Regions from separate parts of the Oryctolagus cuniculus genome. Here region 1 is linked to region 2. The links are chromatin contacts, called in public Micro-C maps. All regions are on one chromosome and are shown on one strand. The core of a region is the stretch at or near the end of the contact, and the rest is flanking DNA. Distances in the headings are between cores, read along the strand shown.

Region 1 (3,881 bases), core at 145-2,644, 500 kb before region 2:
TGGACTATAATAGAAAATCTATTCAAATATGAGGGGAAATTATGCTGGATTTATAACACTTTTCAGCCTTGAATCAAGTGTTCCATTTATTTTGAGGAAAGGAAAAGCCAATGTCCTTTGGGGAAGCTTAGATAAATGAAAAGGCTGCCCTGAAATAATGGATTCCATGCCCAGCTCCTAGAGCCGCTCAAGTCCAGGTTCAACGGGGCTCTAGCTTTCCTGCTTGGGCCAGGAGTAGTCCTTCACTGGTTGGAACACCTTTGGGAGCTCAGTCTACTTTTGCTCAGACAATTCTAAAAGTCTGGGCCATCTCGGGCTCAGTGCTGTCTTCGAGATGATTTGAGCACTGGGCTATGGTGAGACCCAAGCTTGCACAGCTGGGTGAACAGCGTCTGCCTGAATACGCACGGAAGGATGTGGCTCTGGGATGCTCTCGGGCAGCCTGGTGCATACCTGTTCCTGAGCAGGTTGGATGTGCACGGCAGTCGTGGTTGTCCTCTGAGCAGTCTGCTCTACAGCACTGATAACGGGTTCTCTCACTCGGGCCATATCAACAGCAGCAACAACAGTTGCAACAGCTGCGCTTTTGTCAGCTTCTTGTTTCACCTAGATAGGATGTGCCCAAGAACATTGCTTTGTTAAAGGGTACGTCTGGTAGAAAATAGAAAGGCACAAGAGAGGGCTGCTGGCATTGTGGTGCCACTGGTGAAGCTGCTGCCTGCCACACCTGCATCCCACAAGAATACTGGTTCAAGTCCTGGCTGCTTCACTTCTGACCCAGCTCCCTGCTAGTGTGCCTGGGAAAGCAGCAGAGGATGGCCCAAGCAGTAGGTGGATGCCTGACACCCACATAGGAGACCTAGGTGGAGTTTAGGCTCCTGGCTTTGGCCTGGCTCAGCTCCAGCTGTTGCAGCCGTTTGGGGATGGAACCACTGGATGGAAGATCTCCCTCCCTCTCTCTCCCCCTCTCTGTAACTCTGCATTTGAAAAAAAAAAAAATTAAGGCACAATGGAAACCCAGTCATCCAGAGAAAAATGTGCTCAGACCTAAGCACTGATCATTGCCACAAGACAGAGTCTGTGTCATTGCAACCTACCGTTTATGTAAACCCCACAGATGAGCATGTTTGTGCCAACTAAAAAAAAAAAAATGATTTTACAGAGCATGAAATTCAAATGTGCTCTCCAGCTTGGGTTATATTTTTGAGTTTGCAGGCATTTTGCTCCAACCTATGCTGAGCTTCACAGCAGGAACTCACAGAGCAGCCCATGAACCACAGAAGGAGGGCGCAGCTCTGCCAGTACCTCTTTAGCACCAGTAGCAACAGCTCCAGCTGCAAAGGCAGCACTGGTGGACACGGCGGCAGCAGCGCCCGCAGCTCCGGTGATGGTCACCTGCTCCTGGAGCCCGTATCTCCCCTCCCATCTCTCTTCTCTCCTGATCTCAGTGGAGCTCGTCATCGTTGTCTCTCTCATCTCGGCCTCAGTGGAGGAGGCCACATAGCCCTCCTGCTTCCAGGGGGGAGGCACCTCGGGGCCTGTGGCCATCGTGGTTGTCTGAGTCTTACGGACGAGTAACGGTGACTTCACAGATCTGATGGGGGACGTGGAGATCCTCCCAGCGGGGGACACAGACCTGAAACCCAAATAGCAGAAGTTTGAATGCCAAGGCCAGGAATTCCGGGGTCATCGGATTTGAATAATGGGTGAGAATCTGGAAGTGCGTGAAAGCAAAGTTGTAAAACCTGTGCCTGGCCGGCGCCGCGACTCACGAGGCTAATCCTCTGCCTACGGCGCCGGCACCCAGGGTTCTAGTCCCGGTCGGGGCGCCAGATTCTGTCCTGGTTGCTCCTCTTTCAGGCCAGCTCTCTGCTGTGGCCCAGGAGGGCAGTGCAGGATGACCCAAGTGTTTGGGCCCCTGCACCCACATGGGAGACCAGGAGGAAGCACCTGGCTCCTGGCTTCAGATCAGCGCAGCACGCTGGCTGTGGCGGCCATTTGGGGGGTGAACCAATGGAAGGAGGACCTGTCTCTCTGTCTCTCTCTCTCTCTCACTGTCTAACTCTGTCAAAAATGAATAAATAAATAATAAAATATAAAACCTGTGTCTAGATAACCTATTCAGAGAGTAAATAATGTTCTTGAAACTCATTTGCTTTAAATCTCAATAAGCCTTATCTGCTGTAACCCTGTAAGGGACTTACACTTAATTCTAAAAAAGCTAAAGAAACATTCTGTGCCCTGTCCCAATTTTCCACACTCAGAAAGAAAAATCAGGACACCAAGAGGTGATTTGCTAGGACCAGCCCAGAAAGGACACAGTGAGTCGCACACTAAATTTCTCTGGATTGTCAATTCTGGGGACCAAAGAACATGAAGCAGGTGTTGGAGTGGAGAAAGGTTTCTGCAGTCACTCCAGTTTAGCCTTTTCCTGATTTTCCCTCTGGATTCTCCACAGCCCTCAGCAGGTCAATATGATGGTGCTTCCTGGCCAGGAAAGATTTCTCCCGAAGCTTCGTACAGAGCCCTTGTGGCTGAGTAACACACTTTGCAAACTGCTGCTCCGTTCAAGGTGTTTGTGGGTTGCTTTGAGAATTTTCCTGTTCTTGTTTACATCCACGTTCATATTTACTCAGGACTTCTTTTAAATCATCTTAGACTATCTTGGGGGCTGTCTGGCTAATTTAAAACATAGAATTTTTATAGTTTTTTTTTTTTTGTTAAATTGATAGAGTGATTTCTTCCAAGATTGTTTTTATTTTTTGCTTCTTAGGTAGAGAATATGGGCACTAAACTCCAGCACTAATAGCCAAAAAAGGGTTTTAGCAACAATGATGGGCATTCATCATCTATTTTATAATTAAATGTTTCAAAACTAATTTAATTCTTAAAATGCTTTATTACATATTTCTCCTCTAGGTGGTAGTATTGCCTTATCATTGCATTTTACTTATTCCACGTGTAAGAAAATATTTATAAATGTACTCTGGCTCCACATAGGATACTGAGTTTACATTGATTATAAATGAAACAATTATTCTAATTAAGCTAGGGTACAGTAGGTATTTGCTCTAAATTATCAACTAACTTAATAGTATATTACAGTATTGACCAGTACCCTGAAGAAATGTTTAGTCATCTTCTTGAAGTAGGTATTTTTTTCTTTTTCTTTTTCAGATAATCAACTTACATTTTATAAATGAAGTGGTAATCAAACTAAAGGGAGATCTAGGGAACAGGCTCTATTCTGAACTTATTTCCTTACAAATACAACAAAGACCAAGTTAAAATAATGTAGGGTATTTGCCAATGGAAGAAAAGCAAAGAGACGTGCATTTCAAGTGTGCTTTGTTCTTACTATACCTAGAAAAGTGGTTTTAATTCAAAAAAGAGTTAGAGACATGACAAGTCATTAGCAGCAGGCTGCAGGTAAGCCCATAACTGTGAAAATCAGTGTAATTTGAGTCATTACAAGAGAGTGCTTATTTCTGCACTTACAATAAAAATCATTACCTGGTCACAGCTAGGTACAATGCACCTTATTCAATGAAGTATGTTTGCCTTATTCTACAACAAAAGTCAAAAATAAATTACGAAACATTTTGGAAAGTAGTCTATTTTGGATAACTATTACTTTCTCTGCAAATTGGCATTTTTATTTCCTATTTTAAAGCAAATAATTTGGATGGTTATTAATGAACTTTCAGAACTGCTAAGATAGTCACAATGTTCCATGGGATTTGGAAAACTCCAATTCTCCATGATCCTTTGACTTGGACTAAAATACAGTGAGGTGGTTATCTCCCCCAGGAATCACATCTTGGCCTCTTGTGATTTTGTGGTGTGCAAACTTGTAGTTAGCCTGAGACTGAACACAATTT
Region 2 (3,802 bases), core at 621-3,120:
TTTCAGATGAAATGGATCATATTCTATAGGGAAATTATAGAACTAATTATGAAGAGTAATGATGTTCTGAAAAAAAAAGATTCTCAACAGAAGGCAATTATAACAGTTACTGATAGGTCTAAAATTTTTAATATGAAAGGCTTTCCATGAGTGGGTTTGATTTGTCCATTGTAATTTTCTATTCGAGAGTCACTAAGATTGAGCATTTTGAAACAATTCAATGTGCATCACATAAGGTAAAGCGATATGATCAGGCACCATTTTGTTCATATTGAAGATCATTCAAAGAAGTCCACTTTTGAGCATCCGCAAAACACTCAAGTCAATCCAGCCCTCATATGCAAAGCATCTTCCTCTCCCTTCAACCACTAACCAAGCCCAGGTGCGACAGACTAGTGGGGTGACAACAGAGCCCAGGGGTCTCAGGGCTCACTGCCCTGTGCTCCTAAGTCAACTTGCCTTGAGTAACACTGTGTACCACACAGACCCACCCGCTGAACTTTGTCCAGCATGTTTTATACATGCTATTCTCTCTCTTAGCCAATTTGATACAGGCATTCTGGTTCTTTTAATTCCTCAAACATGCCAAACCGTCTTCCTTGCTGTCCTTTGATCGGAAGGCTCTTCCTGTAATGCTTGGAGCCATGTCACAGTCTCAGTTCTTGAAGCAAATGTCATGTTCTCAGACCTTTGCCTGATGATTCGCTCTAAGGCTGTCCCTTTTCCATGGTCATGGTCACATAAATCCTGTTTCTTCTTTTTCTATTATCACCTGAAATAATATTGGTTTGGTAATTTATCTTGCTCCTTTTTCACATTCTAGATGTCAGTTTCCCCAGAGCAGAGACCTTGTTTGTCATTCTATATCTCTAGCATTTAGAAGCATATATACAAGCATACTTTAAAAAGTTCATGGAAAATGAGTGTTATGATATGCATAAAACATATGGGGTCTCTACCCGAACTATCCCAGAAATACTTACTTGACTAATTCTCAAGGTAGCATATTCCATCCTTACTATCAAACTAGTCAGCTTTTACCTTTGTGCACCTGAATATGGTGGGAATACCATAATGTATATCTGCATGCATGTGGGCACATATTTACTTCCTGAATTATTGCAAAAAAAAAAAAGCGCTTTACAGCAGTTGATACTAAAAGACACAAATAAACCCTTCTCTTCCATCAAGACACCAAATAAAGTATGGCAGAAACACTGAATAGAAATGGGGTTTCTGAGTGTCTGAATGACTGATAGATTCACTGACCCATTTAATGAACATCTACTTATCAAAGCAATATTCTGAGTGTTGGTGATTCAGTTTCTTACCCAAGTCATGCTGTTAGAGAAAGAACTGCAACCCAAACCCAGGTTGTGAGATGATAGAATCCACGGGCAAATACACTTCTACAAATCACAAACTGGCCTGGCCACTAAGGCACTGCTGACTCACGCATGCTACATCAGAGTGCTTGGATTTGAGTCCCAGCTCTAGTGCCCGATTTCAGTTTCCCACCATTTGGACCCCAAGAGTCAAATGGTTATGTACTTGTCACCCACATGGGAGAACTCAATTGAGTTCCCAGCTCTCAGCCTTGACCTGGCCTATGCCCACCACTGCACTTGGAGGATAAACCAGCGGGCGTAAGCTTTCTGTCTCTGACTCTTGAATTGAAAAATAATTATAAATAATATGGCAATTCTATTCCTAAAAAGAGGAAATTAGCTAAAAACTTCAATGTGCATTAGGATTACTAAAAGAATGCTGTTAGAAATAAGATTCTGATTCAGGGGATCTGAGTGGAGCAGAGGCTCTGCCTTTCTCACAAGCTTCCCATAAGGATGCTGCCAGTCTCTGATCTACAGCAAGACAGATTTGGTGCTGCCCCCAATTCTTTATAGTTACTGATATACTGCCCTCTTGTGGCTTCTGAAGTAATTGCCCTCTGTGCTAGCATTTTCTTTCTTTAACATACAGCGATTCTCTAATTATCCCACGTAAAAGCTTTTCAAACTTATTCTTCTTGTAACACTTTCATACTTTTTGCCATATATGCACCTAGCTACACATCACCCTCATTTTTATCAATCTCTTCTCTACATTTATTATTTTAGCTTTTTTCCCCCTACATAGATTTATTTTCAAAGGAATCTTTGTATCATGACTTCAGATGGAACGATCAGTACTGCCTATCACAAATGCAATGCTAATGTAAAGAATAACTGAAGGGAAAACAAAACAATGTTTAAAAGTCCAGGTTTATGCCTATCGGAGCTCCAAGCCTGAGGCTTGATCTTCGGCTTGCTGAAGAGAGATTAATGAATGTCGGGGACCGTTAAGGACCCAGAGCACTACACTGGCATTCACTTTGATAGTTATGAGGATAGCGGAAAAGGAGCTGAATAGAGATTAACGCCTATGCAATTCAATGTTACTTCATGCAGTGGGTATGCACTCCTAAATAATCTCTTGTTTAGGAACCTGGTGGAGATAACAAGTTAAGGGCATCGTTTTTCATTTACGCATGTATGTCATCTGCACTTGAGAAGTGTATTTACAGACCTAAGTTAATTAGGGTCACAAAAGGAGTGGTGTAAGTTACAAGTGTGTGTCCCGTGGGGTACCTTTACCATCCCTTGCTGTGTGACCGGTGGACGTGGGAATCGTGGGCTGGGAAATCAGATAGACTTGGTTCATTTCTGTGCCAATTCACTGCCAGTCTTCTGGATATTCCTCGGATTTCCACCTGGCACCCTAAAGAAACTTGTTCTCTCATTCTTAAGACAAAGCAGTTGAGCCCTGGTGTAGAAAGCTTTGAGGAGGGCAGGATGACACATCCTGCTTCCTTTCAATGACTGCTGATTAAGTCTGAGAAGTCCCTCTTCCTTTTCCAAGGAATAGTTCAGGGTGGACGAGGAGATGCCAAGGTGGGCCAAGGATGCCAGGAGAGACTACAAGAGACCTGTGAGAAAGCAGCCCTTTTGTCCCTTACAGAAAATTGGAATGAAATGTGATTGCTATAGGAGGTTACCATGGCCCTTCCTCACCAGTGGCCGTAATAAGCCAGAGCTGAGGGAACGAATCTAAATCCTTAATGACACTGCTGATTGCTGAATCCACCATCCCTCAGTCCTACCCTGAGATTGATTTCCTTGCTTTTCGATCCATTCTAAGTCTTGTTTCCGGAACTTGTAAATAATAGCACTCTAATGGACACAAGGAGGATACAAAAGAAGTCTGAGCCATTGGATTTTTAATCTAATGGAGGGACCCATATCATGCACAGCGCATTTCTGGGTAAATCAACAACAGCATGACTTTTCTGACACTTGCCAAGCACTTAGTAGGAACTGTGCCTCATGTTGTCAAACAGTGTCTCATGGAATGTGTTAGCGTAGTAGGTAGGCTGTGGAGTTGAGGAGATCCAGGCTCAGACAGCTGTCACACAGTGTCATAGCCACTCTGTCATCACACTCGCAGCCCGTGAGCGGCCGACGTGACTCAAAGGTGTCTGTCTTTTCCCAGTCTAGCGAGGAGCCGGAAGTTGAATGGAAGTCCGCAGAGCAGATTCAGCAGCTGAGCTCTGAGCAGAGTGCACCGGTAGAGCAGCCATTCGCTTCTCCAGGAAGCATGATCTTACACAAATTACCTCATCTCTCTGAGCTTCGCTTTTCTTCTTTGAAACAGGGCAGAGCTGTGCCTACGTCATGTGGCTCTTGCCAGAATGAATGGAATTCTCTATTTAGAATGGGATCCTGCTATTCATGCGGCAGCTGGCTTGACATTGGGATGCAGGAAC

The links. A called contact is a pair of places that touch in the nucleus more often than the background predicts.
Region 1: a Micro-C map of ear pinna shows a contact between it and region 2, with 11 times the contacts expected there. The contact joins two enhancer-like sites. A contact is called at or near these places in 3 of 6 Hi-C or Micro-C datasets (ear pinna, skin fibroblasts and an unstated tissue).

What each region holds. Positions count from the first base shown.
Region 1 is chr3:62,301,929-62,305,809 of mOryCun1.1, reverse strand. It overlaps TTN (titin), which reads right to left. Exons shown (of 349, transcript XM_070070577.1): 7 at 1,306-1,636; 8 at 454-606. Among named protein-coding and RNA genes, the nearest start is that of TTN, 12 kb to the right of the region's middle. Within about 2 kb of position 1,394, at least 1 of the 8 cell types and tissues checked has an H3K27ac peak or open chromatin away from gene starts, as enhancers often do.
Region 2 is chr3:61,801,044-61,804,845 of mOryCun1.1, reverse strand. No RefSeq gene overlaps it. Among named protein-coding and RNA genes, the nearest start is that of SESTD1, 70 kb to the left of the region's middle. Within about 2 kb of position 1,870, at least 1 of the 8 cell types and tissues checked has an H3K27ac peak or open chromatin away from gene starts, as enhancers often do.